Regions from separate parts of the Salmo salar genome. Here region 1 is linked to region 2. The links are chromatin contacts, called in public Hi-C maps. All regions are on one chromosome and are shown on one strand. The core of a region is the stretch at or near the end of the contact, and the rest is flanking DNA. Distances in the headings are between cores, read along the strand shown.

Region 1 (2,813 bases), core at 38-2,537, 50 kb before region 2:
ATAGCTTCTCTCTATGACCAAAATCGAACAGGTGAATGTCTTGTTTTAACTCAAAATAGCATTGTGTTCACTGTTGAAACTGTTCTGTTGTCATTTTAAAGGCATTTTTTTTAAAGGGAGGGCTGAAAACAGGCACATACTACCATAACATGGACTTGTGTATAAGGCCTTGCCAACGGCTCGTTAAAACATTAACTATGCTGGCTGCAGTCATGCACAAGACTCCATCAACAGAGCATTTTCCTTTCATTTCTGATGCTCACACAGGAGACATGAAATCCTTCATCCTCCTGTCCACAAGGGAAAGTGTTGATTTCATGACTTTGACTTCCGATTGCAGATTTCTCCAATACTGCAGAAAGACATCAAGGGTGGCTATTTTTGTATTAAAAACTACCTGGAATGTCGAGACAGGCAAACTGTTTATTTTTCTTCCAAATAGTACAAGCATTAGGGTCTGAATCTGAAAAGCATCCTTTTCTATAAACCCACTTCCACCATGTGTCTTCATGTTCCTCAATTAGCGTGTCCTTACTGTGAAGGCCTAGATGGATTCTCATGTACATTACAAAGGACAAGCTGTTCCTAGATGCACACCTCGCCTCCCAGATCTGTGCTCTGCTCTGGCCATTTTCTTCTCAGCTCTGTCTGTACTGTACACAGCAAATGTGTCAAAGTGTTTCACACATGGCACACACAGCTGGCATGTGACTAACTGAAACCCTCACACTGCCAATTCACCAAGACCTTTTCTAGTACAGTGCCGATGAATGCAGTTGATTAATGTGTGTATTGCTGTGTGTGTGCGTATATTAACACACACACACACACACACACCTCGGGTTGGGTTAAATGCGGAAGACACATTTCAGTTGAAGGCATTCAGTTGTATAACTGACTAGGTATCCCCTTTCATATACATACATAATTTTCACATGACAACTCTAACACACACACACACACACACACACACACACACACACACACACACATTAAATCCACTGCTGGAGGGTTAGAGTTGGTACAAGCGAGGAGGTTTACCATGATGCCACAGAGACAGCGAGATGGGGGCAGTTTCTCATTGAGAGGTGACACATTTCTGAATTATGTCTCCCAAACAGACATGGCCTGAAACAGAGGCCGGGGCACAGAGGAAATGCACAGGCGGCAGCACCAAAACGTTCCACAGGAATTCCTTCCGAGTTTCGCAACTAGTAAAAATGTGCCCGTTGGCGAGAAGAGACAGAGGTGTGACGCATCAGAACAGGGTTGGGCCGGTTGGCTGTTGCTGTGCAGACAAAGGGAGGTGGGGCGCATCATTAGCAGGCTATCTGTAGGACTGCATTTGTTCCAGTTCAATCAAAATCACTGGAGACAAACTTTAGCCGAATGCATGCTAACTACATGGAATCAGAATGTGGAGTCTGTTACATCTCGCTATGAGAGAAGCTCAGGAAAGGGGAGGCTCACCTGACATTAAGGCTATTGCACAGATGAGGCATTTTGGTTTGTCGTGCCTTGCTGAATGACTCCAAGGTCTTGTCACATCATCAACGGCAGGTAGCCTAGTGGTTAGAGCGTTGGGCCAGTAACCGAAAGGTTGCTCGATCGAATCCCTGAGCTGACAAGGTAAAAATCTGTCGTTCTGCTACTGTTCCCCGGTAGGCCATCATTGTAAATAAGAATTTGTTCTTAACTGACTTGCCTTGTTAAATAAAGGTTCAATTAGAAAAATATATATATATCGCATAATTCTGTGCTTCAACACACAGAGTGGCCATGAGAGGATTGGGTTCTAAACTCTAGAAGGTCCTGTCAGAAACCAAACTGGAACAGGCAGGCAGGCAAAGGCCTGTTCCAGAGTGGATTGGACCATCATGCATCAGGCGTGATTGTGTTGTGGGTTAGCGGGTCTTACATAAGAGCCATTCTCCCCCGTCTTTCTCTTTTCCTGCATAGCGGGGATCCTTATCCTGTGCTGCTGCTCACACCTCACATTCCTCCTCTGTGAGCAATGGTAAGAGTCTGCTGCAAGTTATAGTTAAGGGCCTGTCTCGGCTTCTTCTCTTAGGGGAGGGGAGCTTTGGATTCCAGCCTTTATGTGGTGGGTGGGGTAACTGCTGCTGCCTGGTGGTTTTGATCCTTATGTTGTCAACAGCACCCTGTAAGCATTAGATGAAGGAGTGCATTCCCTGGCCAACACACTGGGGAAACAAGAGTTAATCGAATCCAAACCCCAGCCCCCCTGAGCACCTCTGGCATAGTGTGATCTAGGTGCACTTAGAGAGGAACTAGAGTTCCCTACTCCTTGGCTTCTCCTTGTGCATCTCTAGGTGTGTTCGACTTACTTCCTCTAGCTGCACCGTCCCACCTTGACATGGCCAACAGAGAGACTACACAGTAAAACATTGAAACAATTTTTTTTCCATACATGATATCAGAGCTCAAGGTCTCCGCTTCATAGTGCAGTATTGGTTTTGTCTGACAATGGTTCTGAACTTGAACCACGCTCGCGACTAGAAGTTTGCCCCATCCTCTCCCGCAAATTGGGCAACTTTTGCAAATGTTTTGTGAGGGAAATGCGGTAAATAAAGAGGACTTAATGTATTTTGAAAGACGAGACGTTGAGTATTATAACAAATAAGGATGCACGATATATCGGTGAACATATCGGAATCGGCTGATATCAGCTAAAAATTGCAACATCGGTATCGGGCCGATGTCTAGTTTAACGCCGATGTGCAAAACCGATGTCAAAGCTGACGTGCATGCCTATATGACGTAGGTGTAGGTACAAGCCGTAATGACATCCA
Region 2 (2,700 bases), core at 19-2,518:
TCACCACCAACACATTTGTATCCCTGTACAGATCGATGTCTGAGTACGTCAGGTATTGATCACGTTTGCAGGTGTAATGGGAAAGTATCAACACTACACCACCACCCTTTCATGGACACTATTTCAGGCAGAATTGTTAATCCTCTAATAGTTAGTCTTACCTTTGAGCTGCGGCAAGGGTGAAAGCTCAGTAAGAGTTTGAGTTCGGAACTGGGACGACCCTTGAGATTTCTTCTGTTTCTGGGCTTTCCTCATTGATTTTCGTGTGAACCCGTCCACTTTCTCAGTCGCAGAGATAGCCGACATTGTGGTGCATAAACTATAACGTAAAAATATGTTTTTACAAGTGCACCAAAGACAGATTCAGGGGTTACCACACGTAGGCTATGTCTCCCAGCCACATCAAAATATTCTCCAACTTGAAATAATGGAGTGAACCGCAAGCTTTAAAAAAAAAACACCTCTTCTCCTTGTTGGATCCACTACTGTAGCTTGTTAATCAGTTTCCATGTAAAGCCCGCATAATTCGGTCCGCTTGTTGAGAGTCCAGCGAGCTGTTTACAAAACGAACGTTAAGCGTTAACAAGCCAAAGTTGCTAGGCTAACGTTAACTAACTAATTGTCTGACAACAGAAACATTGGCTAACTAAATTGCTCGGTATATTTGTTAACTTGTAATTTCTGCAATATACCTGTTGCTAGTGTTGTCATTGTTATAGCTAACTAGCTATTTCAGAGAAAGCAAGTAATGTTATGCCATGTACTGTAAATGACAGACAAATAAATGCTACCGCTAGCTAGCTTCTTGGCTAACGTGTTAAAACGCACAGTTAGCTAGCTAGATAATATGAACATTTACAATTTAAAGCGAACTCTCATGATGAAATTCATACTAATTTTCACAAGAAAAATAAATACTGTAGTCCGTGTCTTGTAGCCGCAGTTGGCTTTGTCAAAAAAAAACAGTCTGGACGAATGAAGTCTGGCAACCTCGACCTAACGTTACTCAGTAACGTTCATATCGGAAAAACAGCGGCGCCAATGGAGTCATGTTCCCGTGTCCATTTAGTCGGAATTATCTGTTCATCGAGTTGCACTGACACCCCGATAAGGAATTTTCAGTTATGCTCGGACCTCAACAATAACTTTTCCAATAGATTCGCTAGATAAAACACATCCATGCAGAAGCCACAACACTGTAGACTCTGTGCAACCGTAAACAGTTTCGCATCGTTGTCGGGTTGCATTTTGTGACACGAGTGTACGTAATTTGACAGGCAACGCCAGTATCCAACAAAAATGTCGAAAGTTGCATGCTCCATGCCTTTTTAACCAATCGAATTCGATTAAGACCGGGCTCTAAACCATGTGACAATGGGCGGATTCGATTATGCTAAGCCGCGGGCACCGGGCAAATGCCCATGACGTCATCGGACGAAAGCGGGGAGGGAGGAGCGCCTCTCAAATCGAACAGTAATCTGTGCCGCTCGGTCATTTTGTCAACAAGGCAGCATAGTGCAGTCCAGAAACATTCAAGATATATTTTCCTCAAAATAAATGTTTGAAGTGTCTAACAATTTGTTTAATCAAAAGCAATCGCTTTGCACGCCATAACACATAATCGTACAAATTACTATACGTGCTGAATTATGTCACTTTTGTTTGGAGGCTCAAGTAAGGGCAACCCGGTTTCAAATTTAATGCAATCAACTTTCAGCCAATGAAAAGTTGGAAACTTTTATAAATAGGCTAGATACAGTACTAAGATCCAAATAAACAAAGTCACAATTGTCTTTTCAGATCACACTGGTGAGTGATTATTTTGAGGCCAGGCACTTGCAATTGCAAGTACATCATGATACTATTTTTATCCATCAGGACACTCTGTAGCATCCAACAAATGTGTGGTTAGTGCTATCCAGAATCGTTGGGAAGTCCCTACCCTAACCCTTACCTTAACCATTTTAAATGTCAACTTCAATGTGGTAGGGACATCCCAAGGATTCCCAGAAAGCATGGACCATAAACCTGTCCCCTACATTTACAGCAACACCCTTAGCAGTGTTAGCAGAACGTGAATGTTGCCAGTTTTCAGGGATAGAGAGGGCCTATTTTCAACCTTTCAATTTCCATTTCCCCTGAAAATTTGAAGTGGGGACTCCTCTCAGGTGTCTTTCTACACCTACTACATTAGGTTATTACAGCAAAGTGAGTGGTTAGAAGAATTGTTTGACCCCATGTGATTCTCTGAGTCTAGGGACACGCTAACCTTTGCACGTGATCGCATGAAGAGAGCAGAAGAAAATGTTATGAGACAAATATATTGCAGGTTGACAGCCCCGCTGATCTGCTTCACCTGCCTGTAGAATCCATCTGAAGGGAAAACAAACACCATTACCCACTCAATCTCTCGTAGATAGACGCACATAACTGGTATCGTAGCGTCTGTCAACCGTCTGCAACAACTAACAAGGAACTTTGTTCCGGTGCACAGATTTTCTTGTGACTGATCACTTAGACAAATTAGGATTTCGACTCTTTCGAATTTCTGAAGGGGACATTTGGCCCATAGACTTATATTGCAGGTTGACAGGTATACAAAATATCATGCATTCCAAATTTCCTTTCAGCACAAAGGATAAATAATTATCTAATTGTTTAAAATACAATTAACACAGCGCAAAACGCATGTGTTTATTA

The links. Hi-C and Micro-C count contacts between places; a contact is called where the count stands out from the background.
Region 1: a Hi-C map of gill shows a contact between it and region 2, with 4 times the contacts expected there. The contact joins the enhancer-like site here to the promoter of LOC106607584 in region 2. A contact is called at or near these places in 2 of 3 Hi-C or Micro-C datasets (gill and muscle).

Annotation. Positions count from the first base shown.
Region 1 is chrssa06:49,215,310-49,218,122 of Ssal_v3.1, reverse strand. All of the region lies in intron 1 of LOC106607584 (serine/threonine-protein phosphatase 2A 56 kDa regulatory subunit), which reads right to left. Among protein-coding and RNA genes, the nearest start is that of LOC106607584, 50 kb to the right of the region's middle. Within about 2 kb of position 1,287, at least 3 of the 13 cell types and tissues checked have an H3K27ac peak or open chromatin away from gene starts, as enhancers often do. A contact at or near this core is called in gill, where this site is marked.
Region 2 is chrssa06:49,164,969-49,167,668 of Ssal_v3.1, reverse strand. It overlaps LOC106607584 (serine/threonine-protein phosphatase 2A 56 kDa regulatory subunit), which reads right to left and starts at 1,268. Exons shown (of 13, transcript XM_014204662.2): 1 at 162-1,268. The coding sequence starts at 306.